Linked DNA regions of Mus musculus: regions 1, 2, 3, 4, 6 and 7 are each linked to region 5. A link is a contact called in public Hi-C, HiChIP or PLAC-seq and promoter capture Hi-C data. All regions are on one chromosome and are shown on one strand. Each heading gives the region's core, a stretch centred on a gene start, on an enhancer-like site or on the middle of the called end of the contact. The rest is flanking DNA. Distances are from core to core; before and after follow the strand shown. Region 1 overlaps Pde4d (phosphodiesterase 4D, cAMP specific). Region 2 holds the start of Dimt1 (DIM1 dimethyladenosine transferase 1-like (S. cerevisiae)). Region 3 holds the start of Kif2a (kinesin family member 2A). Region 4 overlaps Pde4d (phosphodiesterase 4D, cAMP specific). Region 5 holds the start of Elovl7 (ELOVL family member 7, elongation of long chain fatty acids (yeast)). Region 6 overlaps Pde4d (phosphodiesterase 4D, cAMP specific). Region 7 overlaps Pde4d (phosphodiesterase 4D, cAMP specific).

Region 1 (3,193 bases), core at 335-2,834, 1.4 Mb before region 5:
GTTAGGATATATATATATATATATATATATATATATATATATATATATCAACTTATATAAAATATAAATTGACTTACATGAAAAGGTGATAGCTTTTAAGCAAAAAACCAAAACCAGGGGCAGGATGGAGCAGGGGAATAAATGTACCCTTGGCTTTGGCCCTTGTGAGGATTTGAGTTTTCACCCCTACATCACAGCTGTGAGACAACTGCCAGTGCCTTGCTGGGGTCGTGAGGCACAATTAGTGCAACGAAGCTTAGATAAGAGATCATAGGTGTTGGCTCACTGGAAATTTACATAATGGCAGAACTGTGTGGGAAACACTTGATATTCTGGGCAGAAGGTAATCCTTTCTGAAGTATAAAACAAACCAAAACAGAAAACCAACCAACCAACAAACAAAAAACCTAATTTCCACCAAGAAAAGTTACAATCTAAATGATCCTTCACATTTATAACATTTACACTGGTCAAATCCGGGCAAGTGTATGTTTGGTGAGTCTTGCATGTACTTCTATGTGTGTAGAAGATCAGAAAAAGAAAGGCAAAAAGGGAAGATGGCAATGACAGTCGAAACAAAATGTAATGCCTTCCAAAGTTTCCAAAGTCCTTTCTAAAAATTATTATTATTGTGAGAATTTGTAAAACTAGGAGCACTGCTATTCACAGGGAGAAGGGAACATTTTTATCAAACCATCTAGCTCATTGCTAAATACCAACTAAAACGATAATTTTATTGAACACAGAGGGACGAATCCCAGACGTGTTACCCACAGGCACCTCTCTTCTGCCACAGCGTTCCAACTGCAAGAGCAGAAAGGATCCCCCTAGCACACAGACCCTTGCTCTAAAAATACTGACCTCAGCTTCGAAACCACAGAGCATAGGTTTGCTTGTGTGGCTGGGATGGAAGGCATTGGACGACGGGAGGGAAGTATGAGTTAGCAGAATTCTGGAACTCAGATCTAGAAATCACAACTTCAAGATAAGGGAAAAAAAAACAATCAATCTATTGCTCTCTTCTGGAGTGTGCACATGAACATGTGTGCTTCCTGTGGTACTCTCACATGCTTATTACAGGGTGCAGGCATTAAGTACAGAGACGAAGCTATTGGGTATCTCATAATAAGAGTTGCTAATAAACAAATCCTTTATTTTGCTAAATCCCCTTTCCAATGATCATCTTGGATGATTCTCACGGTAACACTGGCATTTAGCAAGCTCCCCAATTCCGAAAATCCTCAGACCTTGAAACTGGATTAGGTTTTTGCCAAACTAAACAACTAAACTAAGAATATTTGTCAGCTTTCCTTTCAGGTTAATTTTTCCCCCAGCTTTCTCAGTATGCTGAATTTAACAACTAACCTCGCTCCTGGACCCTCCCAGTACAGCAGATCTCCAAAGCCGTTACCAAAGGGTAGCAAACACACTTTTACTGACAACAACCGAGAGAAGGGAAGCAATTACCGTCTCCTCTGTGGCTTAATATCAATTGGCTTGTTGATGGCATAAGGTGATCCGTGAACATAAGCGCTTCGGAATCTAGCCACCTTCCCCAGACCTAGGTGCTCACAGCTGGTTGGCAGACTCATTGTATCCCAAATCAGGAAGTAAAAGCAAATCTTAGTGGCCAGCTCAGCATTCCTGGGAAAGCTGGAAAGAGCATGTCAGATAATGGCTTTCAGCCATATGCTGCTGCTCTGGTCGCTGGGTGCTGCTTTTTCTTCGAGAGTAAACGGGTGTCTCCCGGAGGCTACATGCTGTACCTTGTTTTCTGTTCATGGATACGGAAGCTTGTTGCTTGCTTCTAATCAGAGTTGTGCTCCAGCCAATTATTGGCTGAGCAGATGTAGGAGAGATTCTGTGGCTCGGCAGAAGCCTGTTTCCACTCGGAACTACCCTCTGAGGAGACGGCAGGTTTTAATCCATTTTTATTTAGGTCTAAGAGAATGGCAACCTAATGTACTAGTGGCTAAATAGCTAGTTGTTAACATATACTTCACGCACACATGTGATAGGCAGAGCATAATCAATTACAGATCCATCGTCCTAAACTGACTATAAAGACTTAGAAAATGGTATGGGCGCATGGAAATGATAATGGGTAACTTTTTAATCATTAGGATCAAAACTTGTGGGTTTTCCTTCATAACTTACTATTCACAATGGCAGTGAACTCAGCCTCTTAGGGACAGAAAAATTATTAGCTGAAGTCCATGTGTGATAACATGAACCAATTACCGATTTCTCCCTTCACTAGCAACACTCAGATATGTAAATTCTCCCCGCTCTTTGGGTGAAGAACTATTGAAAAATCTAATAGCAACGCCTTTGCTAATTTAAAGAAATAAAAGACAAGTTGGAGAAATTAGGAAAGATTGCAAATAATTCTGCTCACGACCTCAGTCTTATGATGAAGTTACAGGCTTAACAAGCTCACAGCTTTCAAGATTCATCATCTCCAGTGAAATCCTGTAAGCCCTTGTGTGCAAGCCAAGACATCAAGAATGTAGCGTATTGGGCAACTTCAACAGTTGAAAAACGATTTCCTGCAGAGAGTGATGGGGAGCACTTGAAATACCCCTCAGAAGGTTGAGGTAGAGGGATTGTGAACCTGATGCTAGCTTGAGCTACATCGAAGACAGTGTCTCAATAATTCTTACTTGGGATTTGAATACATACAAATATGAAATCCTTTAAGAAGCTTTGTTATTAATGTGTGCATGTTGTATATATGATGTGTGTATACACATATGTGTGTATGGCATGTGTGTGTGAATGTTTGTAAGGTGTGTGTGGGGTGTGTGTATGTATGTTTGTGTGGTGTGCATGTATGTTTGAATGATATGTGTGGGTGTATGTGTGTATTGTGTTTATGTTTGTGTTGTGTGTGTGATATATGTGTGTTTATGTATGTGTGTGGTGTCTGTGTATGTGTTTATACAAGGATATATGTGCTGCTATGGCATGCAAATGGAAGAGAACAACCAACCATTGAGAATCAGTTCTCTCTTTTCTCAGTTAAAGCCTGGGAATTGAACTCAGGTTTCATTCATTCACCTTTAGCCATCGAAACATCTGATCTGTCTTGTCTATCCTACACAAACAATTTCTTTAAGAATTCACAGAGGCAGGCAGATGTCTATGAGTTCCAGGCTAGCTTGGTCCAGGTCAACCAAGGCAATATAGTGAG
Region 2 (3,213 bases), core at 450-2,949, 1.3 Mb after region 5:
TGAGCTAATTTGAGAGTAACACACGAAACCCCACTTTTACCTTTTTGGCCTTTTCTAACAGCTTGACAGTCATATTGCCAGTCCCAGGCCCAACTTCCAGCACCACATCGGTAGGTCTTAAAGCAGCCTATAAATAAACACAACTCCTTTATGCTCTGGCCCACTTGAACACAAAGTCTGTAAGTGACTGTTTCTGTTTATCAATGTACAGTTAAAGACATTTTACTCTGGCTTCATTTTTTTCAGGGTTTATGTGGTTAACAGCAGTAGTACCTCAAAGGCATTAGGTATAAGTGAAAACCTGTATTTCCTAACTTAGGGGATATACTCAGCTTCTGGAGCCAGAACAAAAGCAAGAGCAATCGGTTCTACTGGTGGGTTCCTGCTTTCTACATTGGCAATAATTCCAGCAAACTGTAACTAATTGTAACTTCCAAAGAGTTCAAATGGGAAAGAGTGCATTCAAATGGAAAAGATTTCTCAATTCTTAACCACTGTACAGTTTTAAGAATATAGTAACCATACAAAACGTTACCAGTGTGCATATGCTTATGAGTAGAATATTCGGTGAGACTGGAGAACTATACTCTATGGCTCCAGGATGCTCCCTGTACCGTCTGTATTTTACCTCCAGGCCCTCAATCCTCCATAAGCACAGCACAGTAACCCATACAGAAGGAATCCTCCAAACAGTTCATATGCAGTACCATATCTTTTCCTGAGGAACAAACTCAGTGTGATTTGGACGTAAATTTACGGTCTGGAATAAAAAGAGTAACGATGATGTACTTAGAAAGTGATCAAAATGATACACGCTTGCAAAGTGGAGTTCAAGGCTGGCTTTGACACACACCATGTTTGAGGCCACCCTGAATTACATGAGACCCAGTTCCAAAAACAAGATGGAGCCTCCAAAAAGTGGAAATAATCTGGAAATCACTGGGCAATTCTCAACCCATCCAACATATACATACAGAGCAACTATTCTGTCAGGCACCCTATCTTGGTTTATATTTTCTTAGTATGTAGGCTGCGGTCGAGCATATCACCCTGCCTCAGCTTCCCCAAATGCTGGGATAATTATGGGCATGCAACTTAGGCATACAGGCATTAAGTAGTCAGAAAAATACAATCCACAAACGCTCTGCCTTTCATCGTTAACACCCACCTTATCGATGATGCTGTTAACAATTAGAGGATTTTTCAAAATGTGTTGTCCGATCCCTGTGTTGAACATGAGTCCTGAAATAAAACACGAAGCAGCCTTAATTTCCCAACTTTTCAAGAACCGATCTCAGGCCGTCCCAGAGAAGCAGGATGGACCCGGGACGGTTTCTGCTCCAATGCATCCACAAGCGCCGCGCTCCCGGCCGGGGTTGGGATGTATCTTTGAGTCCATCCATCCCTCCTGCTGGCAAGGAAGACCAGGCGCGCGCGGGGAAGGGTCAGCGCTGAGCGCCCACCCTCCTCGGGGCGGCTAGAGGCGCAGGCCACCGTAGGGCTCCCCCGCCGCGGGTCAGTCCCAAGCATCCTCCACACCGCACCTCCAGCTCGCTTCAGCTCCCGGCGCTGCTCCTGACGATCCCGCCGGCGGCTACTCGCTGCGGACTTGGCCTTCGGCATCTTCTCGGAGGAGTCCCTGTGCCAAGCGAAAGCAGCCGGGAACCGCGTGGAAGTCGCCCTCAGTCGCCGTCACGACTAGGCGCCCGAGAGGCCCACTTCCCCGCCCACTGCGATCACCGACCCACCCAGTCAGCGGCAGGCCGGAGCCCAGTGGCTGCTGGGAATTGTAGTCTCTTATGGGCTCCTCCCGCGGCAAGGCGGACTCGAGCCCAGTGGCTGCTGAGATTGTAGTTTCTGTCTGGTGAGCTCCTCCGGAGGCAAGGCTGGCTCCAGCGGGTTAGCCACCGGATTTTAGAGTTTTAGCTGGAGCAACAACTTCCCCAAGAGCCCGATTTCCCAGAGGAAACCGCGCCGCTCAGGCAGGCAGTTAGGATTGGTTGGGTCTCGGCAAATTGGGTGCTTCATTTGGCACTGCCCTGGGACATTCTGATATCTGCGGAAAGATCTCTCGTGTCTCTCCTGTTTCCCTGCAGGTTGTGGGCTGAGAAGCCTAGGCTCGATGGACACGGAGCTTGGTGGTTTAGGGTAACATGTCTCTCCGTTGTGGAAAGCAGTTAGATTAGAATTAGCTCTCGTTCCAACACGGCACTTACTGGTTACTTCTCTATGCTTTTTGTTCATTTTCTCGTCGTTTTGCTGAGTTCCAGCACTGGAATGTCATAGTTAAAATATGCTGCTCTCAATGTTTATTTATTGAAAGATAAAGGCTATAACAATTTCAAAACCCTGTAAATGGGATTGATTACAGGTATGTGTTGGATATTGTAATGGGATTATACGCCGGGCTGTAACATACAGAATAAAAGATTCATGGCTGTTTTTCTTGCCAGTGTAATGTTTCGGTTTTAATTTTTCTGTTTGTGCGCTGAAGAAAGTCTTTGCAATCAACCACCAAAGGCTACTGCTAAGAACCTGTTCCGTAGCCTAGGTTTTTGTTTGTTTGTTTTGGTTTTTGGTTTGTTTTGTTTTTCAAGACCGGGTTTCTCTGTATAGCCCTGGCTGTCCTTGGAACTCACTTTGTAGACCAGGCTGGCCTCGAACTCAGAAATCTGCCTGCCTCTGCCTCCCAAGTGCTGGGATTAAAGGCGTGCGCCACCACCGCCCGGCTTTTTTTTTTTTTTTTTTTTTTCTCGTAGCCTAGGTTTTAGTCCTTCCTTTCTTTGCTGTAATTCGAGCACAGGGAAAGTTCTAAAATATCCTAATATAATCTTTTATTTATAGTCGACTATTATGGGGTTCCCACCAAGGAGCACTTGAACACTGCCTATGAGCCAATGGAAAGCCTTTCTTCCAGCCGCAGGTGACTACAGCTGGGTATTCCGGACCCAAGTTCATTCATCTCTGAGCCTGGAAAGCCCTCAAGGTTCCCATCCCGCAGTTGCAAGCTAACTACAGTTACAAAAGCCAAAATACGCGATTAGCAAAAAAAAAAAAAAAAAAAAAAAAAAAAAAAAAAATTATGGCGTTGTTTTTCTTTCTGGAACTTAAGCTTCCCCTCGCAGTTACTGGCACTCAGCAATTCAAAGTTCCTTCGTGGAATCTGAACATGACATCACCACTGCTTTTACAAATAGCTTATTTTTAAAAGGG
Region 3 (3,184 bases), core at 680-3,179, 1.2 Mb after region 5:
ACTTGTGCAGAAGGATCCTGTTGCAGCGTCGTTCTTCCTGGCCAGTCGAGCGCGCGCAAGACCCAGCGATTAAGAGCATTAATCACTGGCTGCTCTTCTAGAGGTCCTGAGTTCAATTCCAGCAACCATGTGGTGACTCACAATCTCCTATAATGGGATCTACTATCCTCTTCTAGTGTGTCTGAAGACAGCTACAGTGTACTCATATAAATATTAACAAATAAATCTTTGAAAAAAAAGAAAAGTTCCTATGTATACATAGTTATAGATCAAACATGTCTATTTACAAAGTGATACTTACCACTTTGCAAGAATCCCTAGGCAGAAGAGTCATCTAGGCTGGAGTGGGTGGAGCAGGTTTTACAAAGACAGTAGGCTTTCAGGGCTAGCAGTTTAGCTCACTTGGTAGAACACTTGCTTGTTGGTGTTGTAGTTGCCTCTCTTTCTGGGATAAAGCACCATGACCAAGACAACCGACAAAACAAAAGTGTTTCACTGTGCTTATGGTTTCCTAGGTTTGAAGTCCATGATGGTGGAACAAAGGCATGCTGGCCTCAACACCTGAGCGCTCACCTCTTGATGCACAAGTAAGAGGTCTAGAAAGCTAACTCTAAATGGTGTCTTTTGAAACCTCAGCGCCTGATCCTAGTGAAACCCTTTCTCTAATAAGGGCACATTTCCTAATCCTTCCCAAACAGTTCCAACAATGGGGACAAAGTATTCAAGCACATGAACCATTCTCATCCACAATGCTCTCATCACGTACAAAGTCCTGGATTCTATCCCCAGTACCACATAAACTAGAAGTGATGGCTCACACCAGTAAGGCATTCAAGATTATCCTCACTACATAGCATGGTTAAGGCCAGCTTAGGTCAAATGACACCCTATCTAAAAAAAAAAAAAAAAAAAAGTAAATAACAAGTGAAAAATGTAGGGAGGTGAGAGGAAGATTTAAATAATCAGGGGGAAGGAGAAGAGATCATATTATCCTAGATCATGGGGGAAGATGAAGAAACCAAGATGCAGGAATGGGCAGGCAGGGAGTAACTGAGGAGAGTAGTAAGTCATTCTACAAAGAATTTACGACAAAGCTGGTGGAGGTTACACTTCAGTTTACACGCTTGTCTACCTGGCCCCCTCTGCTTGGCACTCTCCATGTTGCTGTAGTCAGCTCAGCCACATGACTGCAGAAGAGGCTCATTATTCAACGTTCTTCAAGTCTCTGCTCTGATTTTGAGTCATAGCTGCTGGAGTTAGAGACTAGGGCAAGTAAGCCTTGAGCTCTACTGAAGCAATAGGATAGCAGGACAGGCCCGCTGGTAGCCCAGGAGGGCTTCGCTTTGAATTGCAATGAGCTGGGAAGTAAAGGGCAAGGGGAGGTCTTCGTTCCTACTCAGGGTGGACGACACCCTTTCGACCCTCCATAATTGATGGGAAGCCTGAACCAGGCATGCCCCGGCCTTAATAAGGTTCCTCAAGGACCGGCTGCCCCGGAGTGGCATGCGATCTGACAGCCACAGAAATGCACTGAGCCAGTTCTTTAATCGGTCAGTGCCCCTCAGTCCCGCGCCCCGAAAGCCTCGATCCCACTCGGCCCTCAACCCGTTCCTGCGGCAGCGTGCACGCGGAGCGGGAGCTCTGGAAGGACGTCGCGAGTCGTTTCCCGCGCCTCGTAGGCCGCCGCGTGCGGAATCAAACCCGGCGCGGGTTCGTACCCGGCCGGGCCGCGCGCGCTCCCGTTCCCGTTCCCGTTCCCGCGGACGGCTCAGCCCCGCCCGCCGCCAGGCCGCAGCCGAGCTGGGCGGGGCCGCCTGCAGCCCGAGCGCGCGGGCGCACGGCAGGAAGCCGCGGGCCGCCGGGTGTGCGCAGGCGCGCGGCGCCCCGCCTCTCCAGCGTCCGTAGGGGCGGGCGGCGCGAGCCCTCCCACTCTTCCCCCGCGCCGCCTCACGGCTGCGGCCCTCGCTTCACCCGGACGCCCGGCGTGCGCGCCCGCCCGCCCGCCCGCCCGTCCGCCCGCCCGTCCGCCCGTCCGCCCGCAGGCCCGGGGCTTCAGCCCGCTCGTCCGCCGCCGCTCTCGCCGCGGCCCCGCTCGCGTCCACGCTGCCTCCCGGACCGGCGCGGACGCGGGCCACCGCTGCCCCTCCCGCCGCCACCCCGCCCCCTCCCCGCCTGTTTCGCCCGCCTGCCGCCGCTCCGGATGAGGTGATGGCAACGGCCAACTTCGGCAAGATCCAGATCGGGATTTACGTGGAGATCAAGCGCAGCGATGGTGAGCCGCGCCTCTGGCCGCGTCGGGCCGGCTGCCCCTTTGATTGCTCTACGGGTTGTGGGGGCGGGAAGGCGGCGGCCCGGCGCTTTTGTGTGCGGCGTTGTGCGGGTGAGGCGGGCGTGGGGTCCGCCCGGGCGCCGCTGCAGTGCGGGGCCCCGGCCGCAGGGCGGGAGCCGCTCCCGGGTTCGCGGTCCTCTCCCCCCAGGGGACTCCGTTAGGGTTGCCCGTGCCTCGCGCTGCCTCTACTCTGCCTTTTACCGGTCTCTGCCTCGGTGGCGTGGAAAGGGTGGTAGCGTGAAGATCGGGGATGTCGGCACCGAGAGACCCGACTGGCAGCCAGAGGCCATTGGGGAGCCATCCGGTTGTTGTTAAGTGCTATCCGGTTGTCAGGCCTCTTTGCCTGTTCTCCCCCAAGCATGCTGCTTTCTTCTGCTGATCCAAGTGCAGAGAAGGCTGCACTCGGCCATGAAAAGGGGTGGGGGAGTAACGGGAAAGAAATACTCGGTACGCTTCACCAAGGTGATGCTACTGAAAGGGAAGGAGAGGATGGAGAGAGGATGGACGCAGTCCACGGGAGACACTCCTGAGAGGGTGGGCGACCGGATGTTGATATTTTCACACCCTGGGGAGGTAACTGAGAGAAGTGTAAGGCGAGGGGAAGAGACATGTTTAATTCATTTAAAAAAAAAGACCCATAGGCTGCTTATGGATGTTGCTGTAGGTTCCTCGTAGGGGGGAAATATTTTTATCACTTCTAAGTGTAAAGTGAAAATCATCCATATTGTAAATGAAATAACTGAGTAGAAGGGGATGAATGAAATGCTAGTGTTAGGAATTGATTCTTGACTGCATCTCACTTGTACCCAATTCCTTTTACTTAATTGTGGCCTATTCACCATCCTTTACCGCAAT
Region 4 (3,340 bases), core at 710-3,209, 1.0 Mb before region 5:
TATAATTAGGTGGTCAATTATTATTTGTGACGTGATGAGCGAATGTTAACACTGCTTGAGTAGAATTTCCTGATGAAATGTGAGCCAGGTGATGAAATCCAGTTTGGCCAATCTCATTCTGTGCAGGAAAAGCAGGGAACCCGTATCCCAGAGTGTCTTCTAGGAAGACCCCTGGTACTGTTTAAAAAACACCAAGCGGGTTGTTGTTGTTGCTGTTGTTTTGGTTATTTTTGTTTTTTTTTTTTAGTATCTGTGCAGTTTGGGGAGTCAAAAAGTGACTGGAGCAGAAACACCATGAGAGAAGCTAAAAACCATTAAGTGAGAAGGAGTTGGGAGAGATTGTAATAACTCTGGGATGAAAAAAAAAAAAAACGGTCAAGCAACTTGCTGTTGAAACAGATGCTAGCTTGCTTGTAAAGAGCATGGGTGTCTAAATAGCATTCCATTGCGCAATGCTTGTGAATATAAAGAGCTCCTCGGACCATCAAAAAGCCCGATAACGCATAACTGCCACGTCCAGTGCAAACAAGATTTTGTGGGGGAGGAGACAAGAAGGGAACTTGGCTGGTGGCTGGGAAATTTGAGTGAGGGCATTGAATCCACCATGGGATTCTCTGGTGTGGAAAAGACAGATCTAGACAGTGACCCTTCGCTAAGCAAAGCTGAACTAATCTTGCTTAAACCAACTGGAGCCTCCGGTGGTCAGGAGGCAGCTGTGTCTCTGGGCGGCGGAAGGGGGGTTGGGGTGGGGCAGGGCAGGGCAGGGCAGGGTGGGGCAGGAGGGGGTGTAGCAGCTCTCAATAGCTGTGGAGTGACCATGGGGCTTCTTCTCACAGTGAGGGTAATGGGGATCTTCGCCAACTGTTACTAGACGCCAGGAAATAAAATTTCCACAGCCCACAAACAATAAAAACCTCAACTAGTTTTAATGTGGTAGCAGCCAGAAACCAAGCTTCCTGTTGTTGTTCAAGGCCCCAAAGTTCACATTTACCCCCAGGTGAGTCCGTCCTGTCTCCACTGCTGCCCTCCTCCTTTTAGGCAGCGAAACAGATCAACAGGTAACTCTGGACTATGTGTCTATCTGGGAGAGTTATCAATTGCAGAGTTACTGAAAATGACTTTATGAGAGTCCGTATGCAAATACGTGTGTTCAGCCATAAGTGAACTTCAAGGAAGTACGGACAGATGATAAAACTGAACAGGAAGAATTCTCAGAATGTGTCAAAGGATTTGCTCTACCTCAGGGTAAAATCGAAAAGGGCATCTCATTCCTTTTTTTCTTTTTTTTCTTGGTTGTGTGAAGTAGGAGAACCTGAAATGCAGGTTTCGATATTAAAATTAGTTAAGGAAATTGGTGACTTCGGGAGACTCAACAGTGGAAAGGGAAAATGAAGAGGAAATAATTACAGTTGACGTTAATTGGATGACTCATGACAAATAGAGAGAGCCCTTGGAACACAGTGCGCAAACAGCCAGTGCGGGTTAACTGCCGCTCACTGGGTTTGGTTTTGCTAGGGGGAAAAAAAATCACAAGGCTTCAGCACAGAAGAGGAAAAACTTTTTTTTTTTTTCCGATTGTCCAGAGAGACCACACATGTATTTGGCAACGGTGCATCAATGTCCGGCAACTCTAGCTAAGATGGTGAATGATTGCAGAGCTCGGGGGAATTCTGGGATTTACTTGGGGTGACAGCAGATCCCGAAGCTCATCGTCCCTGTTCTTCGCCTGACATATTATCCTTGTACTCTTATCTTTTTGACCCTTGTAAGTACAGACCTCAACCCTCTTCAAAGAGTCATCACTTAAAGGTACAGTGGAGACAAATAAAATTGTTCAATAAATAGTATCCGAAAGTAAGGTCTACGAAGAAGAAAATTTAAGGATTCAAGACTGAAGACTCTTGAACCACACGGAGTCCTTGCCCTTTGCCTCACCCATCTGAGGAAAAGGGCGTCAGGAACACACAAAATGTTTCTGGTTAGAATCAAAGCTCCTATCATGGAGCAGAGGTGACAATACTAACTAAAGACTACCATCTAGTGGCCATTTCGAAGAACTACATGAATTAACAAAGAAGGCCAACAATTCATGAAAACCTGTATTAGTGTTCTCCACTTTGTATCAAGGGAAACAATCGCTTAGAGATACCTAAATATGTGGTAAGTGTTTTTTATTATTAGAATCTAGTTGAAAGCCCATACTAGGTCACAAGACGGCTCAGATGCAGGCCCACAGTGTTGTCTTCATCAATCTGTTTATAACACTAGTGTAGGAATCTACTTACAATACAATATTGTTGCAATCTAAAACACCCTGTATGGAAAGGACAGAAATACAATAAATATGAGTTGTATTGTTATATATGTATTCAGTAATGTAAATGGAGAATTATGACTCTCTCTATTCGGTTGTTGACTCCCCCCTGATTTTCCCTGGACTACCGATTCACAGACTCCCAGAAGCACCGACTCCAATAGCCCCAGAGTCTGAATGACTACCTGGATTCATGAACTCTGCCTGTTTGAGCTTCAACTATTAACTTAACCCTAAAGTGAAGTCTTAGGTTCTCCAGTTCTCCCCATTACCAGAGACAGCTGCTTCGTCTCCTGAAATGCCAGCCTCACCCATGAGACAGGATGGTGAAGGTTAGAGTGAGAAGATTTAGTCAGATTAGGTGCCTGGTCTCCAGGGTGCTTTCAATTCTGACAAAATAGATATTGTTGCCATCAGTGACCCCTTCATTGATCTCAGCTACGTGCTTCAGCATCCTACCCACAGCAAGTTCTATGACACAGTCAAAGCTGGGAACAGACAGCTTTAAAAAGGGGGGGACCTCTAATGACTTCTTTTGTGATTGGGTTACCTCACTAAGGATGATGGAGTATTACTCAGCTATTAAAAACAATGAATTTATGAAATTCTTGGACAAATGGATGTATCTGGAGGATATCATCCTGAATGAGGTAACCCAATCACAAAAGAAGTCATTAGATGGGTATCATCGGGAGCCATCTTGGATCCGGGACTCCGCCGAAAGTAGTCTGCACAGGTGAGAGTGTGCACTACAGAAGCTAACAGCTTCTGGGACAGGCAGGAGCCACAGAGCTTCTGAGGCAGTCCCCTTTTCGGCTCCAGACATCTGGCCACCTTCCCGGCCAGAGGACAGGTGTCTGCCTGGCCCGGGAGAACTTTGTCTCAGCATCGGCGGGAGCCATCTTGGATCCGGGACTCCACCAAAAGTAGTCTGCACAGGTGAGAGTGTGGACTACAGAAGCTAACAGCTTCTGTGACAGGCCAAAGCAACACAGTTTCTGGGAAAGGTCCTGTTTTGGGCCTTCA
Region 5 (3,631 bases), core at 640-3,139:
CTACACAGAGAGTTCGAAGCCAGCCTGGAATACACGAGACCTTGTCTCAAAATAAATAAGAGGGAAAAGAAAGGTGGGTATGATGAGTGATAGTATGTGTTCGCTTTGGGAAAGAGGAAGTGTGGTGAAGAGCGATGGGAGGGGTGCAGGCTGAGACTGACAAAGGCAGGAGAGATCTGGAGAGAGCTGGATAAATCCATAATTGGGGTTAGGGAGTGGTAGCAGGAGGCGGGATGGCTGAGATTTTGCATCTTGGTGACTAGGTTAATGGTGGCGGAAACCATCTTCTACGGGAGCGTTGGGAAGGCCTGGGGCACAGAAACGGAGTATTATAACGTCTCCTCAAAGATATTAGACTCAACTGAATACACAGGGCCCCTGGATTGTAATTGAAGTTAAGTAGACTTGAAAAATGAGGTTTTAGGAAGTCAACCTGTCAATCTAATTTTTTATCTTTTAAAGATATCTATCTTATAAAGGGCTGGGCACGTGTGGTTCACACCCCGTAGCAGGGAGACAAGAAGAGGGATCAAGAGACTGATATCAGCTTTAGCTGCTACAGTAAAAAACAAACAAGGAGGAAAAGGGGCCAGAGATTAAGTGTCCCGGGCCTGATGCTTGAACCTGCATAGTGCTTAGTAGCAGTAAGAACCAAGAACTCTGGGTTCATCAGACTAGCAGAGTGGCCAAGAGCTCCTGGCTGGCTGGAAGCCAAGCCCCAAACTGAAAACAATATCTACTTGAAGACTGACAGGGTTAAGCTCTCAGTGTCAGGCACACAGCACTGGATAAGCATCTGCTATGGGGTAAAGGGAAAGGGATTTTTTTTAAACCTAGTCCTCGATGACCTTGGGGAGAACAATTTCCCCCGAACAAAAACTGCAAATTGTAAACCACAAGCGCAAAGTACGGCGGCGGCGGCAGTCACTAAAGAGGATGAGTTTTATACAAGAAACGCAAAACAGGAGTGAGTGGAAGAAAAGATGACTTGGGAGCTCGGAGCTGAGAGAAAACGCTCATGGGCAGCTTCAGGGACAGGAGGGAGTTCAGTAGGCAATCGCCGGGTCTCTGAAACTATTGTTCAGTGGGAGTGGGACTTTTGTGCCTTGCTGCCAGCCGGACCGCTCCCACCCCGAGTTCCAGTTAGTCCCCAAAGGCGCTCCTCTGAATCCGGTAAGTTTGAATCAGCGAGGGCTGATAAGAAAGAAAGGCCCACTTCACACCACAAGACACCTAGGCGATAAATGACAGGAGTTGCCACTCCGTCTCCAGAACGACCTGTTCCACAGCCGTGGACTCATCCTCCCTCCCTGGCCCGCAGCAGTCACCGGGACGGGATGCTGTTCCCGGAGCCAAAGAGACAGCGCCCTGAGTTCCCTCGGGCAGGCGGGACGCACCCAGAAGCAGGAAGAAGGGATAGCTGGTTTGTGAAGAGGAGTCTGGGAAGCCAGGACCCGGAGCCGAGAAAGTGACCTCCGCGGTCCAAGGTCGAGCAAGACCTTCCCTCCTTGAGTCTCAACCGCAGCAGCTCAGCACCCCATGCCCCGGAGGGCCCCGATCTTCCCTAGGGGTACAGGGCTCCAGGGCTCCGGGAGGCACAGGTGAGCGCGGCGCGCCCGACCAGCGAGCAGCACCGCCAGGAGGGAGGCCCTGCCCGGCCCCACGCCGCTTCCTTTCCCGTGCGACCCCCAGGGGCTCGACCCCTTCGGCTCGCGCGTCCTTCCCCCGCAGCCCTCCGCGCCACCCCCGAAAGCCTCGCCCAGTCTGCTGGGGCCCGCAGCCCCGCACTCACCGCGCCGAGGGGCGAGCAGCGCGCGCGGGAGCCGAGGGCGGCGGCGGGCAGTGCGAGCGCAGCTCTCACAGCGGCCCCTGCTGCCGGGGCTGCGGACCAGGCTGCGAGGGGCGGAGGCGGTAGGGTGGCACCTGCCGGCTCTCCCAGCCCCGCGCGTCACCCGGGACCGCCCCCCGGCCCGCCTGCCCGTCGCCGCCAGGTGACGCCGAGGGGTGGGGTGTCATGCCAGCCTCTCCCGCTGCCGCCCTCGCCGCGGGTAGAGCCTGGCCCCGAGCAACCCAGGGTGCAGTAGGGGGCCGGTTCCCGTCCGCTCTACTGGTGCCCTTTCTTTCTGAGAGTGAATACCAACATCTGGATTCATCCGCATGCTTAACCAAAATACTATGGGAATTGTCGTCCTGCTTGACTCTAATGGATTACAGGACCGGTCGAGGGAGGGCGCGGCTGGAGGGAAGAAGGGATGAAGGAGAAATAGGTCTCTAAAATGGAGACCAGACCAGTAAAGATGCCCAAGCCAGATTTTGGCAGCTCGATCCCTTTTAATTATTAAGAATGAATTGTTGAAAAATAGGAGGCGCGGGGAGGCTTTTAGTGCAATGAAGAACAGACTGTATGCAACTTTTTTTTATGGTGATCAGAACAAGGAACAGAGTCTAGCAAACTCCCGTCTCCTTCACTGATTGATGGATTGGAATTGCTGAACTGGATGAATGTAGGCCTGTGCTTGTGCACTGGACTTTTTTTTTTTTTTAATGAGCTAGTCCTGTGTTTAGTTATGATCATAATAAACACTGTAACGATTTCTAAATCAAGCACAGGAAGGCAAAATGTAAGTCTAGAGGTATCTGCTTCTATAGCAAAACCTAAAACTAGAATTGATCTTTCAACTAGAACATCCCCTATCCTCCATCCCCCTCCTACACTCCCGAGAGTTTGCCTTCCCTGTGCGGACTGCCTCACCACATGGGCTCTGCTTGCTCTAGAGTTCCTAGCCTAGAATCAGGGTAAGAAGTCTCTTGACAAGTAGAGACCTTGCATAGGGAAAGCAAAAACAAGCAAGCAAGACAGCCTTCCATGACCCAACCCTAGAACATTGAAAATAAGGTTTCAGTGTCTACCTAAAACTCTGGGCACTCCCACTGAATAGTCAAGGAGACAGCAACTCCCAAAGGACAGAAGTTCAAATGCAAATTAAGACGCTGAAGATATCTTCTACTGGAGATGTAACTTGGTGGTAGAGGGCTTGCCCGGCTTGTGCAAGTTCCTGAGCTCAGTGCTTTACATCAATCAAAAAACAAACTAATGAATCCTTGTTTATGCTCTTCTTTCATGTTACAAATAAGTTGTTTGGTAGATTTGGAAACGCCTTAAAAATTAGAGACAATTGTCACATGCCTGTCACTGTTTCTGTCTGTATAAAATTTCAAACATGCAAGAGCCTAATTAGATTCATTTAATTAGATTTAAGACCTATTTAATGCTGTTACCCCCACCCCACCCCACCCCACCCCAGGATCTAAAGATCCAGCAGACAACCAAAACAAACTAAAAATGTTCTGTCTTTTCAGGGAGGGAACTTTCAGTCTAACCAGAGCTTACAATAAAGTTAATACATAACCAGGTCAGGAAAAAAAAAATGTGTTCAGGTCCTGACAAGCACCACGGGAAGGGGAAGGGCATGGGGATTTTTGAGGGGGGATGGGAGGGGGAAGCTTCATTGTTGAAGGCCTCTGTGAAAGGAGCCTTTTGCATCTCGTGTTTTTGAGATTCACTATGCAGCAGAGGCTGGGAATAAAACTTCTGATAGTAACCCAGGCTATCCTCAAACATATATCCCTC
Region 6 (3,443 bases), core at 770-3,269, 1.7 Mb before region 5:
GGATTACAAAACTAAACGGCTGATCAACTCCAAATCACACTGAAGCGACTGTGCATCCTACAGTATCAAACAGCCACAACTTGACTCTGCATAAAAAATCAAACAATCAGATCCATCCACCAGCGTGCAGATTTATTTTATTCTTTAATAAGTTAGGGAAAACCTGTTAGGCACACCAAGAAATCATTTTACAATGCAGCTCTTTGTGATTATTATCAGTAAATTTTAGGTTAATACATTTATTTTATAGACCCATATGTTTAGGGTCACGTGAAGATTTCTCAGTCACAGGTCACAAGTGGGTTAAGTTTAAGAAGCCTCACTTTAGCATACAGTCCGAACTTCTAGGGTGCCCACTGCAGCAATTTAATCTGCATAGAAATACCCTAGCAAGCTGTAACATTCTACAGTGACACTGAGCTGGCCTTTGTGATCAAATGACTCTCTGACTGTGGCATCCAGATCACGGGAGGCCTTACACATTTCACCTTGCTGCTTGAACGTGCCACAGTGCCGATATGAAGGAGAGTCTGAGGAAGTCATGTGGACTTTGTGGAAGAGGAGAGGGACAGAGGGAACAGAGAGCAGCCCCAGGAAAATCTGCACACATTTCAGTTACTAACCAGGGGAGTTTTCAGAGGCTCACAGCCCGGGAACACCTGATCGCAACACACCCCAACACCCCCGACCTCACACCACAAGATAGGAAACACCTTTTGAGATAGGGCCATGAAAAGGTAATCAATGAACAACACACCTGGGCTGTAAAGAGAATAGCTGTCACACAGTCAGGAAGCCACAGACAGGGCTGGGATCTGAAATCAGACAGTGTGGCTTCACAGTACTCTCAAGTGACAGAGAGTAAAGTACCTCATAGCACTGCACACAGCAGGCAGTACTGCCTGTGTGTCGACGGAGGACGATCGATCGTATATGGAAGAGTCGAAGGCTGACTTAAAATGGGACAGCATTCAGTAGGGCAGGGAAGGGCTGGGGGAGGTGTACGTACGTGTGGGCGTGTCCCACGGGACTGGCTCTCACAGCACCTCAGACTCAGGGAGGTCGTCTTAGCAGCAGTAGTTTATCACACAGCACTCAGGAAACTGAAAACATCTGATCCTATATAACCAATCATATTCGTTTTATACCCTTCTACATAAAAATGAAAGACACAGAGGGAGATGTGTAGTAGCCAGGAATAAAGTCAATATTAAGTAGGTGCTTACATATACTGTTAACGCTTAGATTATATTGACAGATGAAAATGTGATTATTAATTCCTCCATACAGAATTCTGAGGCATAACTGAAATTCAGACGCTAAATTCAAATAGCTATCACAAACTAGGGAGCCTCTGTTTGTTTTTCAAGTGCCTTGAGATAGTTTTAGGGGGTGTCAATAACAACCCAGAATTCGTTTATAATCAATCCTTTAAATTATATAATTTAGAATTTACTTTCACATGATAAAAACTCTTTCCTGAGAAACTCTATTAAGAAAACCTGACCGCTAGTAGATCCACTGAATCTATTTGTATTTGGCGCCCCCTAGTGATAAACCACATGAATTTGACTTAACCAGCTCTGAGGCCCAGACTGGCATCACAGACAAAATGGGAGGGTTTGAATAGGGAACGAGACTAAACCAAAACATGACAAGGCAGAGGCCCAGAGAGATCAAATGTACCATTTCATAAGTGGTATCTGCTCTTGAGAGTATCATAAACATTTAAGACTGACCTTTAAGACCTAAGTCATCCTCTGAAACATCCAAGACTAAACCATGACCTGATTTTTTTCCCCCAAAATGACTTTATTTAAAACAGCAAATAAATACCCGAAACACTTATTTAGAAAGAGTCTGACACCGTACGTACTATGTCTGTTGAGGAGTTCCTGGAACCAAATTAACAGGAACCTAAGTTGATGTTTGTATTTTCATTTCTTGGCTAAGTGGATTGACTAAGACACATTAACATATGTGGTGGTTTGAATGAGAAACGAGAATATCACGCATAGGCACAGATTTCTGAATACTTGGTCCCCATGGGTGGTGGAGTTTGGGCTGTCTGAGCTTGTTTAGAGGTATGGCCTTGCTGAAGGAAGTCTATCCTAGGAGCAGGCTTGAGGTTTAAAAGCCACACAACTCTTCCTGGCCTCTCTCTGCTTCCTGCTTGCGGTTCCAGATAGGAGCCCTCAGTTTTCCTGCCCTTAGCCACAACACGTCTCTTCTGCCATAATGGAACACCGAGTCAAACAAAGCCTTCCTTCTACCGGTTGCCTTGGTCATGGTGTTTTACTGCAGCAAGAGAAGTGACAAATTCACACAGCGTTCTCCATTCATTGATACAGCTTGGATTCATATAGGCAGCTGTGTACATCCAAAGCTATTTTGTCAGCTTAGCTGAAATCACCATCATCACGGCTATCCCTAGCATGACACTGGCTTCACTGAGGAATAATCAATGCAACTGGCCAAAGGCCACATGAAGGGAGGCGTCTTTGCTTCTACGTGTGAACGGAGGAGGTCAGCCTGTCACCGGTGGCACATGGCATGATTTTATGCAAAGGATGTGCTACAGACTCCATCAGAGCAAACGCCGAACTGTTACAACTAATTAGCAAAAACCAACGCCTAAGAGGATGCTCTCGCTCCGCATCGAAAAGACAGACGATGCTCACTGGGTGCTGACTCTAGTCCATGTTCTAGATCTGCTGGCCAAACCCAACCATTCTCAGAAGCCGTGTGCTTTCCGAGTCTGGCCACTCTTGGGAAGTTTTGTCCCTACTCACCGGTCTGTTCTCTTTCTAGTCGGGGAGAATCTGCCTCCCATTTTTAGCACATGAACATTCCCCTCTCGTAAGACGGGTTTGGGTCTAAGGCAGAATTTCCCAGAATGCAATGTAAAGAACATCTATCTTGTAAAACACCTTCAGATGATGTCCACTGTGAAATTGTCATTTTAGACACAAAGCGAAGCATTTATGAAGGTTATATACATTAACATAGTCGAAAGATGTACTATGTATGGTATAAGAGCTATACTATGTAACCTGGTTTATATTTACCTTTTATTTAACATTTCCCAAACTAACTTTACTACTGAACCCTTCTTATGACCAGCAAGTAGCAACAGCCCACAGCACTGAAGTTTCATAGAGCACTCCTCCAAAAGTAACAGACTCCCCGCACTAGATACAAGTAATTTTTAATAGACATTCACTTACTATCTCCACAGATGACTGTTCAGTAGCTACCTAGGAGCGGAGAAGCAATAAAGCGGCAGACCAAGTAAGTAAACAAGTAAACAAACAAATAAACAAATGAGAAGAGGCCAAACATTAAAGTCAGGAAAGCTCCCCAGGTTGAGAACTGAGACGGGACGCAACGACCTAGAAAGAGACAATTGCAGTGCTGTTCAAGAAGTGTGTGCACAACCTGTC
Region 7 (3,585 bases), core at 947-3,446, 1.1 Mb before region 5:
GAAAAATGGATCCAAGCCAAGGATATCCTGGGCTAAAGGCTAGGCACTTCAGGGAATGCTTTCCTAGACATGGCCATACCAGTAAACTTCCATCAAGAGAAGAACTCACCTTTTCCTCATTTTATTGTGATTAATGGCCCGAAATGTACACTGTGGGATGACAGGGCTTCTATCGAAAAGCGCTTATGGCCTAGTGGCGGAGAAGAGTGTTTCCCTGTCAGAGCTGGCAAGTGATTCCCCCTCCCCCTCCAGGCCTTGAAAGTTGGCAGTAGCTTAGAGAAATTTCAAAGATCAGAAGCTGGCACTAAAATCTGTACACTCAGAAATTAGCATCTCCAGGGCATAGGGTGGGCCTCTTGGGAGCAGAGCCATTAGAAGAGCTGCAGAACTGTTGAGCAAGCTCCAAGAGCCAACTTCGTTCTTTTTTTTATTGAATACCATTGTCTTTGCTTAGAGCATCATGGCTCCTGCACCCTGCACACAGGACTCAACAGACAGAGAGGTGACTACAACCAGATGCTTGCACTTACGGAACCACTTCAGTTTGTTAGGACCAGAGTTTCATTTTGTCTTGTCTTGTCTTGTTTTGTTTTGTTTTGTTGAGACAGTGTTTCTCTATGTAGCCTTAGAAGTCCTGGAGATCACTCTGTAGACTCAGAGATCCACCTGCATGCCTCTACCCTCCCAGTGGCATTAGTGCCCAACAAGTCACCATAGTTTTTGAACTATGGACAAATTACTACAGGTAAAATGCAACCATGGACCATTTAATAGCAATCCTATAATGTCGCCTTCAAGTTTTGATCACTTTGAAAGGTCATACTTCATTATTGCCCAGTAGGACAATACCACAAATGCTGTGACAAGAAGCTGGTGACCTTGACTTTTCAGGTGGCCCTTGTTATAAAGCCTGACTTTGATGTGTCTAAACAGGCATAAATATAGAACTCATGATGAGGTCGATTAGGACTGTAAAATCTTCTGGGAGGAAGCTGTCTAGAGCTTTGTAGCTTAAGAGATTTAAAAGCAGACAGAAAAAAAACAGAAAAAAAAAACAGAAAAAAAAAACAGAAAAAAAAAACAGAAAAAAAACAGAAAAAAAAACAGAAAAAAAAACAGAAAAAAAAAGACAGAAAAAAAATAAAAAAAGAAGAAAAAAACAGAAAAAAAAATAAAAAAATAAAAGCAGACAGATCAAAGCATGTGTCATTGAAAATCCCGCTGGTTGTCATAAGAGAAGGTGTAAAATTGCAAGCCCATTCAGTTATGTCCATTACTATAATGATTTGGAATAGGCTGGGCTGATAAAAATGAAAGGTGAGTTACCAAGGGTCATAGTAGTATTAATCACAGGTCATGTGCCATGGATACTGAAATTTCCTTTTGAACAGCAAAGACGGCTTGGGTTTGTGTCTTGTTATTTATTTTTATTATTTGCTGGATAGCTATGGTAACAGCTCTGATTCGAGTGCCTGGTTTCCTGACCATGGACATCTGCGTAAATGCGTCTATCCCAAACAGTCATTAAGATAGCGAGGATGAGTCACAAGCAAGATGAATGTGAGCCAAAAGATTTCACGGTACAGGGGAAGTCTATGCTGCCATTACATTCTCAAAGCAAATTTTGGACAGGTAAGGAGCAGTACAATCACACCACACTGCATGCTCTCACATCCTCACAAGTCCAATACTAGGAAGATTAGAGTAAGTCAGGAAAGGACTGGAAACCCCTACATATCCAGAGTGATGAATGAGAAAGTCTGGAATAAAGGGTCCTTTATCTTACAATGAACTACTCTTTGGTAGTTGAGCTTAGGATTGTTTATGAAGGGAACGTTCTGGGGTGATGCTCATTATAGCTCTATGCTGTGTAGAGTCTCCAACTGTCAGTACATTTCTTATAACACATCTTCTAAAAATCATTCCATTTCAAATTCATACTGCGCCTGTTTTAAATGGGCCACCCTGTATATTCTAAAAGAGCTTTTTCCAGTAAAGAACTGTGTTGATGTAAATCTACGTTGGCAAGAGCGTCATCAGAGTCAGCTGGGAGTGACAGGCATGTTCTAGCCAATTCTGGACAGTGTGTTGAAATATGCCTCCAGGGCTACAAGAACAAATGCACAAAAGCATGCCCACGTCTTCACGGGAGTGACGTGCTGATCAGCAAAGCTTGGCTCTTTTAGCACATAACACATACCAGGAGCGTTTCTTGAGGCAAGCCAACGAATCAATCATAGCCAGGGCTACATAATCCCTACAGGTTAAAAGGTGCCAGGGCTCACCCTTTCTGTTAGGGAGGGGGAGGTGTGTGCGAGTTACTTTGTAGAGCCCACTCTTCCGTAGACACAGAGCAGCCTGTTCCCTAACAGCAACCGCCTCACATAACCCAGATCCACAGGCAGGCAGTACAAACCCAGCCATTCGAATTTCAAAGAGAAAGCTATCTTCTGTTAGGTTTTACAGGTTTTCTTTTGCTTACTAGTATAATAAAAGGGTTTGAATGTATGTTAAGATGTGGCACAAACTTGCTATTCTGTCTTCCAAAAATATTTACAACACATAAAATTGATTCATTTAGTAAAAGCAGTCTCACCATTCTAATTGCATAGATTGATGCAGCAAGTACAACATATATATCAGTGTGTGTGTGTGTGTGTGTGTGTGTGTGTGTGTGTGTGTGTGTGTGTGTGTGTGTGTTCAGTTTCTCATTATGTAGCCTTACACTCTCAAGACGAGGATTGTGTATCTGGTTCAGAAAAAACAAAGCAAAACAAAACAATAACAAAAAAAAAAAAAAAAAAAAACAAGCACAAAGGAATCTTCAGTGTTTGCAAATTTACCCTGTGGCCACACATCTGGAAACTGGCAGTTTCCAAGTGACTTCCCCGCACCTTCTGTTGTGTAATTCATCTCTAAAACATAAATATATAGCAGAGAAGAGGAGGAAATGTGGCTTTGCTCCATGAAATGCTGACCACACAGACGGCTGCACGTGGCTAGCCATCCGGAGTCCGACCCCTTCTCACTGCTTGAAATGAATGAAAACAGATAGAAGCAGAATACTGACTTCACCAAAGGAAAGACTTGCTCCTTCAACACACATGGCCTATTTGTCACGGTAGGAACTCCAAGGCTGCCAGGTGGTTGCTCACCATCAAAAGGCTCTGTGAATCCTGGTCTTCCTACACATTGCAGGATGACTTCTGAGCGGCAACAGGCTAACATCAGTGACGTCTCCTGCATCTCAGTATCTCCTCTGACTCTTTCTCCAGCACTCCTAGTTGACCATTATGGACCTCAATGTAGAGGACTAGAGAGATGGTTCAGCAGTTAAGAGCTCTCACATCTGACTGGATTTCAGTTTCTAGCACCCAAATCAGAGGGGACCTCTCCAGTGAGGATCTGACCTCCATGCGTGTTTGCACTTACAATTACTCACCAGTTCGTATACACACACACACACACACACACACACACACACACACATAGAGAGAGAGAGAGAGGGAGAGAGAGAGAATTAAAAATAAAAACAATTTAAAAAATCACCAATTTCACCAATCTGATAGAGTAGCTATCTTTTCA

The links. Promoter capture Hi-C pulls out the DNA fragments that hold promoters and counts their contacts. Hi-C and Micro-C count contacts between places; a contact is called where the count stands out from the background. HiChIP or PLAC-seq counts read pairs in DNA pulled down with a chosen protein or histone mark.
Region 1: a promoter capture Hi-C map of hippocampal neurons shows a contact between it and region 5, with 4 times the contacts expected there. The contact joins the enhancer-like site here to the promoter of Elovl7 in region 5. A contact is called at or near these places in 4 of 39 promoter capture datasets (hippocampal neurons, liver, pre-B cells and 1 more), 1 of 484 Hi-C or Micro-C datasets (bone marrow-derived macrophages) and 1 of 115 datasets of contacts at active chromatin or transcription factors (astrocytes).
Region 2: a promoter capture Hi-C map of pre-B cells shows a contact between it and region 5, with 4 times the contacts expected there. The contact joins the promoter of Dimt1 here to the promoter of Elovl7 in region 5. A contact is called at or near these places in 3 of 39 promoter capture datasets (liver, neutrophils and pre-B cells).
Region 3: an HNF4G HiChIP or PLAC-seq map of pancreatic cancer cells shows a contact between it and region 5. The contact joins the promoter of Kif2a here to the promoter of Elovl7 in region 5. A contact is called at or near these places in 1 of 484 Hi-C or Micro-C datasets (CD4 T cells) and 4 of 115 datasets of contacts at active chromatin or transcription factors (astrocytes, embryonic stem cells, large pre-B cells and 1 more).
Region 4: an H3K4me3 HiChIP or PLAC-seq map of embryonic stem cells shows a contact between it and region 5, with 4 times the contacts expected there. The contact joins the enhancer-like site here to the promoter of Elovl7 in region 5. A contact is called at or near these places in 4 of 39 promoter capture datasets (the C10 cell line, cranial neural crest, embryonic stem cells and 1 more), 4 of 115 datasets of contacts at active chromatin or transcription factors (embryonic stem cells, large pre-B cells and pancreatic cancer cells) and 1 of 9 other capture datasets (macrophages).
Region 6: a Hi-C map of CD4 T cells shows a contact between it and region 5, with 5 times the contacts expected there. The contact joins the enhancer-like site here to the promoter of Elovl7 in region 5. A contact is called at or near these places in 1 of 15 datasets of contacts at CTCF or cohesin (large pre-B cells), 1 of 484 Hi-C or Micro-C datasets (CD4 T cells) and 2 of 115 datasets of contacts at active chromatin or transcription factors (astrocytes and forebrain).
Region 7: a contact with region 5 is called in a promoter capture Hi-C map of hippocampal neurons, with 2.3 times the contacts expected there. The contact joins the enhancer-like site here to the promoter of Elovl7 in region 5. A contact is called at or near these places in 3 of 39 promoter capture datasets (cranial neural crest, hippocampal neurons and pre-B cells), 1 of 115 datasets of contacts at active chromatin or transcription factors (embryonic stem cells) and 1 of 9 other capture datasets (embryonic stem cells).

What each region holds. Positions count from the first base shown.
Region 1 is chr13:109,579,987-109,583,179 of GRCm38.p6, reverse strand. All of the region lies in intron 3 of Pde4d (phosphodiesterase 4D, cAMP specific), which reads right to left. Among named protein-coding and RNA genes, the nearest start is that of Gm32703, 140 kb to the right of the region's middle. Within about 2 kb of position 1,584, at least 14 of the 459 cell types and tissues checked have an H3K27ac peak or open chromatin away from gene starts, as enhancers often do. A contact at or near this core is called in hippocampal neurons and liver, where this site is marked.
Region 2 is chr13:106,945,615-106,948,827 of GRCm38.p6, reverse strand. It overlaps Dimt1 (DIM1 dimethyladenosine transferase 1-like (S. cerevisiae)), which reads right to left and starts at 1,699. Exons shown (of 12, transcript NM_025447.4): 1 at 1,545-1,699; 2 at 1,169-1,242; 3 at 41-127. The coding sequence starts at 1,623.
Region 3 is chr13:107,021,100-107,024,283 of GRCm38.p6, reverse strand. Kif2a (kinesin family member 2A) reads left to right here and starts at 1,929. Exons shown (of 21, transcript NM_001374727.1): 1 at 1,929-2,272. The coding sequence starts at 2,209. 3830408C21Rik (RIKEN cDNA 3830408C21 gene) reads right to left here and starts at 1,714. Exons shown (of 4, transcript NR_015471.1): 1 at 302-1,714.
Region 4 is chr13:109,228,055-109,231,394 of GRCm38.p6, reverse strand. All of the region lies in intron 3 of Pde4d (phosphodiesterase 4D, cAMP specific), which reads right to left. Among named protein-coding and RNA genes, the nearest start is that of Mir582, 95 kb to the left of the region's middle. Within about 2 kb of position 1,959, at least 151 of the 459 cell types and tissues checked have an H3K27ac peak or open chromatin away from gene starts, as enhancers often do. A contact at or near this core is called in embryonic stem cells and pancreatic cancer cells, where this site is marked.
Region 5 is chr13:108,212,662-108,216,292 of GRCm38.p6, reverse strand. It overlaps Elovl7 (ELOVL family member 7, elongation of long chain fatty acids (yeast)), which reads right to left and starts at 1,889. Exons shown (of 8, transcript NM_029001.5): 1 at 1,793-1,889.
Region 6 is chr13:109,920,552-109,923,994 of GRCm38.p6, reverse strand. All of the region lies in intron 8 of Pde4d (phosphodiesterase 4D, cAMP specific), which reads right to left. Among named protein-coding and RNA genes, the nearest start is that of Mir1904, 18 kb to the right of the region's middle. Within about 2 kb of position 2,019, at least 18 of the 459 cell types and tissues checked have an H3K27ac peak or open chromatin away from gene starts, as enhancers often do.
Region 7 is chr13:109,277,337-109,280,921 of GRCm38.p6, reverse strand. The region is part of intron 3 of Pde4d (phosphodiesterase 4D, cAMP specific); the gene reads right to left. Among named protein-coding and RNA genes, the nearest start is that of Mir582, 46 kb to the left of the region's middle. Within about 2 kb of position 2,196, at least 56 of the 459 cell types and tissues checked have an H3K27ac peak or open chromatin away from gene starts, as enhancers often do. A contact at or near this core is called in hippocampal neurons and pre-B cells, where this site is marked.